Linked DNA regions of Sus scrofa: region 1 is linked to region 2. A link is a contact called in public Hi-C data. All regions are on one chromosome and are shown on one strand. The core of a region is the stretch at or near the end of the contact, and the rest is flanking DNA. Distances in the headings are between cores, read along the strand shown.

Region 1 (2,893 bases), core at 335-2,834, 550 kb before region 2:
TGGCATAATGAGATTCTGTTCTGATAATCTTACATATGAAATCAACCTCAGAAAGCTAAATGTTTGTCAAGCTTAAAAATGATTTTTCATCACTTTTAATTCCATTCTGCCTTATACTTTCAACTTACTCTGCAGATGATATAAATTCTAATTTTATTCTAAATATTTTGTAAAACTTTTATTAGAGAATAGGTAGGGAGTTAGCTCAGTTTATAAAATTCTTGTGTTACTCATTCTGTAAATTATTGGCATGGACATTTACGCCAATGAAATTTAATAAACAACAATTACAACAATCACTAACTTTTCTTATTAATTCACAGGTAATCCAAATTCATGAATGAACAATGATCTAGCAGCTTAGTTCAATTTAAATATTTACTGAAAACTATTTTGGTGCCCTCAGATATTAAAACATACCAATAAAACAAAGTCCCTCCTCAGAAAGTTTATAAAATAATTAGGCAAGACTACCACATATAAAATTTATGAAGTTTGCTGTACAATTGTTCATTTTTTGCATACATTCAAATTCAGAGAGAAGTGCATCTATTTTATTGGGCAGAGAAAAACAGACTAACATAGAGTCCCTAGTTACCAAACATTGACTAACATTTCAAAAAAAATTGAGACAAATTGGGCACATGTAAGACCACCTTTCATGGAAAACTCAAATCTATTTTGAAGTCCTAATTAGCAGAAATGACAATGTTTGTTTAAAATATAAAATGTCCTAATAACGTTTAACTTTGAAAGTTAACCTATAGACAGGATCAATAGGATTCAGAGCTTTACCTCGAGTGCGTGTGTATGCGCACACCGCCCCCACCCATGTCTATTAACCTCAATGTAATGTATAACTTCAGGTCACCAAATAGGTGGTAAACTAATACTGATATTTCATATATCCTGGGCAGTACTACTTAAGAGTGTAAAAGGGACTGAGAAGCTTGATATTCCAAACTGCCCCGGGATGTTAGTTCTACTATATCATCCTCAGTAGGGTGATGACTATGTATAAATACAAGATAGCAAGATAACATATAAACGAAAAGAGTGTTTTATTTTAGAGTTGGCGTACTATGACAAGTTGATCATGGACCAACTTGCAACAAATAAGCCCTAAAGAAAAACAAAGTCTTAAGCCATTAATAACCAACAGTTTCTACTAAAATTAAATAAGCACAAAACAATATGAGCAGAAAGTTGAATTACAAGGACAAAAAGTGGTAATATAATCTCTGGACTTAAAGGTTTATAAGATATGATGGCAAGGATGAGATATATACTTACCACAGATATCTACCTTAGCTTCCTGAGCAATTTCATTTGTATCATGTATGAATTCGTTAAAAGTAATGACAAGTAATAAATCATTACAAAATTCTAAACTATAATCCTAGAGAAATGACACAGTTCTAATATTCCAAACATATATGATAAATAGAATGGCAATATGCTCAAAGAACTATGTAACTGAAAACCCAGGGATAGAAGAAATGCTGACTGGTTGTACTAAATAATGATCAGCAAACTATGGCCCAATCTCTGTTTTTTGCAGGGTTCATGAACTATGGTTGGACTTTAAAGATAACCATTTGCAATCACTTTGATGATACAAAACACTGACTTTGAACTCCAGTTAAGAGAAATGTTATAGCATCTCCCCCCAAAAATTCCATTCCTCTAATTAGTAGGCTCATTTTATTCAATTATTATATTAGTTTGAATTTCATCAATGAAAAATTTGTGGAATATTTTCTTTTGTTATATATCTGATATCCTTAATTTGCATTTTAGCCCACAAGTGTTTTAATATTTTACCTAGCCTTTTACAGAAAGTTTGCCAACTCCTGTATTAGAATACTAATTTTAATAATAATAAGGAATATACACAGGCCTTTTAAGAAACAAGGAAATCAAACTATCTGAACTTAGATTTGAATTTAGTGTGAGAATCAGGAAGGAAGTAGATCTGTTGATCTAAAATTAAGGGTTCAATCTGAAACTAAACGATGGTTACAAAAAAAAAAAAGACAGCAAATACCAATGGTCTCAGGTAAATATCTTAAGACATTACATAGATTCTTGCTCACATGTTGGTGTTTTCAACTACACTTGCATACACTGATACCTAGGAAAATCATCTTATCAAAAGTAACATATTTTTATAAAATACAGTACAAGGATTCTAAAATAACTTAATCATAAGTTACTCCTTAGTCCAGGATACAACTAGCTACTGAGGAGTCAAGCCCTCAGTGCAATAAAAACTAAATTGAAGCTGTCCAGATACAGAAAAGGCTGTATTCCAAAGTATCCGATGCTGGAAGTATTTAAGAAAACAGTTGAAGACCACTGTCAGGAATGTAACTAAGAAGGTTCTTTCATTTGATGGAGAACTGGACTACTTAACCTTTATGGAGATTTTTAATTTTTCACTTCTATGAGACATTTGGAAAATCAAGAATAAAGCCCAACAGGCAGTTGGTGTTATTGCTTTGGACAAACTATAACCTTTCAACCAATCTAGTGGTCTAAATACAGAGACATCAGGTATTTTTAATGGGGGTGAGAACTTATTTAAGATCTCAAGTGTTAAAAACTTTAAAATTGCAGTGCTGCTTTCCTTAAGAGACAATATTAATTCTAAGATAATAATTCTTTGGATCTGGTGTTTTTAATAAAGGTATTGACAGACCTAATAAATAAAATTGTATTAAACCCATAAGTCAAAATTATGCTTCTATCAAGCGTTCTACTAGTACATATCATACTTTCATTTTATAAATATTTAAATATTGAATAAATACAAGCATCTCCTATGTGCTCGGTAGAATATTACAAGCAGAGAGCACACGGTGAGCAAAAATAGACACAGCTTGTGTTTTTA
Region 2 (3,055 bases), core at 274-2,773:
GACCAGATCCAGGTGGAACACCTGAATGCTGGAGGGCAAGAGGTTTTAGGTAGAGTGCAATGCTGAGTCCCTCACCAGTTTTTCACCCGGAGCTCCTCAATCCCCGTCCCAAGGGTTCCAGTGTGTTCTGGGCTGGGTCTTAATTAAGAAGTGGAAAACCATGTCACTAGAGGTACAGTTATTCTGGTATGGGCATTTTCTCTAAAAGACCTGAAAAACATTGTTGGGCTGGTCCCATTGACCCCTGGAGATCAATGGGAGGGGGAGGTGGGCAGCAGCTTGGCAGCAACCAATGCTCAAGGCAGTACTGCAGGATGCAAGGGCAGCAGGCTAGGAGGACAGAGACAGGAGAAATATAACAAGACGACATGACCCAATAGCTAAGTGGTGAACCCGTGTAGAATAATTATTCTACATTTTATTTTAAGTGTTAGTTTTTGCCAGATCTTGAAATCTTTCAGAGCTCAGTCTGCAGTGGGTTCATCCCCATTTACATTAACATTTGCTAGTGAGCCAAGGACCATACAGAGAAATAACAAGAAAGAAACACTGACAGAAACACAGATTCAGAGAAAGGGGAATTACAGAAGGAGATACACATAAAGAGATACATAGACAGTTTGAGAAAATAGATGAAAAATAGAGGAAGACAGAAAGCAATTGAGGAGGGAAGAACAGAGAGAGAGACCTATTAAGACATCCAAGACCCAGCTAGTGTTCTGGGAGAAGCTAGCTGGCTCCCCTAGGACGAAAATCAGGCCGTCCTGGATTGAGCCTCCCAGGATTAAGAACCTAAGAGAAACCACAAAGATTCATTGTTTTGTTTATCCGGAGGTTTTGGCTCCTGGCAACTTCGGTGCCGACGTTCTGACACACTGCCTGAGCTCCCCCTGCTGGCGGCTCTGCAGAATCTCACCGTCTGGTTCCAGAGTGGGATCAGATTACGTAAGTCTTCTTCGAGATTGGCCCACCGTTTTCCTTTTTTATTTTATTTTTTATTTTTTTTTATTTTCTCAAGTTCCTAGTTCTCCGAAGTCTGTCCTGGGAGACCCAGCCCAAATAAGAGTGCAAGCGGGAGACTGGCTGAGCAAACGCTAGCTGAACATGTGCGACATACAAAGTGCTGTGGAAAGGCCTTTAGGGAGTTTATTTGGCCTTTAGTCTTCTCACTTCAAGTGTCCGTTAGAATTAAACTGACCTTCTGGGGATGGAGTGAGGGCACTTTCCTGCCCAGTTCTGACCAACTAGACCAGCTTTCCAAAGTAAGTCCTGGGAAATGCCTACGAGGGCAACAGTGATGGCGCGCCCTTCTTTTTTCCCTTCTCTTTCTCCCTGTTCATCTTCTTCCCCGCACAAAGAAGAGGAATTGCATTGTGCAAAACTCCTGGGACGGGAAGGAGAGAAACACAAATCTCCCCAAATGCCAAGCCGATCTTACTGCTAAGAATAACCTTTATCTCGGGAAGAAAGACAGAAGACCTGCCTCTCTTTCTTCCTCCCCGCTTCCCCCCAACCCCCACACTCTGTCGATGGTGGATTTTAAAGGGGCAGCAGCACCCACGCCTAAGAATACACTGAGCGCTGTTTTTCCTAAAGTGCTTGAGTTTTTGAGTCACAAAGTCCAGAGAGGGGCAACGTGGGAGGAGAGAACTTGAGTCCAGAGGACCAGGGACAGAGGTGAGGGAGGAGGCAAGAGGGAAATGGAGGGGAAGAGCAAGATCAGGACACAGGGATCTCTGTTCCACCCTGATCCTAGGCTTCTGCAGCCCTGAGGAGCAGACTGACAGGGGTAGGCAGACCCTTTGGGGGAGGGTGACCCTGGGGTGGGCAGTGGGCCCCCCACTCTGGCTGTATTTGAGGATCACCTTGAGGGAGGGGGCAGATTTCCAGACCTCTGGCTAGGATGTATGCTCACAGAAAGGAGTCCTTGTTCCCCTAAAAACCCGAACCATCTCTTGTCAAGGACTCTGGAACATCAGAAAGGATTCCCTTCTTTTGTTAACTAAAAACTAAATAGATTCTTACAGTGACCTGCATTGCAGAAAGTAGCAATGGCCCTTGGAAAAATGGAGCCACTTCTTTAGTCCTCTGTTCTGCCCTTGTCCACTGTTTCTTTCTCTTACCCACCTTCCCTCCCCTAGCTTTTTCCTTTCATCATGGGTTCAGCCTTTTGCTCACACTATCTTGTGGTCTCCCCAGGCTCTGGCTTCCTTCTCACTCACCTTTCATGTTCTCCTGCATTTGCTTCCTGGGCCAGAGTGCCCTCCTTGTGGAAGCAAGAGAAAGAAAGGATTGTCATGTCTGCTTGGGATCCCCAGATGCCTGATGCCACATAGCCTTTGAACAGGGCAAATGGATACCCTACAGAGCTTGAGGAGAGTCTATCTCTGGGTCTTTCTTTACTCACACTCAGTCTACAAACTACCACTGGAAAACTACTGGACGGTTGACAGCCCATACATTGTAGTACCTTCTATCTTGAACAGCCCTTGTCCATTTCTACCATGCGAAAGCATTTTAGTGACTCATGAGTCAATAGGAGCAGAAGTGCCTGGGCAGTGTGATAATAATAATGGTTATTTATCACAAATGAAAGTTATATTTCTATATAACTGAAACTGATCCAGTTCTGCTATTGTCAAATAAAAGGAAAAAGCCTAAAAACATCAAAAAGTAAAAAATTAAAGAGGAACACTTTTCAGAAGATGTCATTTCTTTGTATTTCTCTAGCTAAATAAATTGTAGCAATTTCCAAAATGTTCCTGGAGAAGAAACGATTTTAGAAGCAAACTCTTCAGTGGCTTTGTGGTGTGGGTTTGGGCTGCTTGTGACCAGTAGAGGGCAGACTTCAGTTGTAAATGGGAGCCTGCAGAGTGGACAACAGGGGAGAAAGGGCAATTTAGGATTCCAAGGTTGTAAACTGTTTATTTCATGCTACGCATAGCCCAGAGATCATAATCTAAGATTCTTGACATGACACGAGAGACTAGATTCCAGGAAATCAGTTCTAAGCAGGGAATGACATAACTGTCGATGTTGCTTTGCTTCTAAGATT

What was found. Hi-C and Micro-C count contacts between places; a contact is called where the count stands out from the background.
Region 1: a contact with region 2 is called in a Hi-C map of liver, with 2.0 times the contacts expected there. The contact joins two enhancer-like sites. A contact is called at or near these places in 23 of 47 Hi-C or Micro-C datasets (adipocytes, alveolar macrophages, blood and 15 more) and 2 of 2 datasets of contacts at active chromatin or transcription factors (alveolar macrophages and skeletal muscle).

The regions. Positions count from the first base shown.
Region 1 is chr13:140,294,867-140,297,759 of Sscrofa11.1, reverse strand. The region is part of intron 7 of GSK3B (glycogen synthase kinase 3 beta); the gene reads right to left. Among named protein-coding and RNA genes, the nearest start is that of NR1I2, 110 kb to the left of the region's middle. Within about 2 kb of position 1,584, at least 2 of the 83 cell types and tissues checked have an H3K27ac peak or open chromatin away from gene starts, as enhancers often do. A contact at or near this core is called in fetal liver and liver, where this site is marked.
Region 2 is chr13:139,749,614-139,752,668 of Sscrofa11.1, reverse strand. It overlaps LOC102162379 (a long non-coding RNA gene), which reads right to left. Exons shown (of 5, transcript XR_001303087.2): 5 at 115-2,866. Among named protein-coding and RNA genes, the nearest start is that of NDUFB4, 21 kb to the right of the region's middle. Within about 2 kb of position 1,523, at least 50 of the 83 cell types and tissues checked have an H3K27ac peak or open chromatin away from gene starts, as enhancers often do. A contact at or near this core is called in fetal liver and liver, where this site is marked.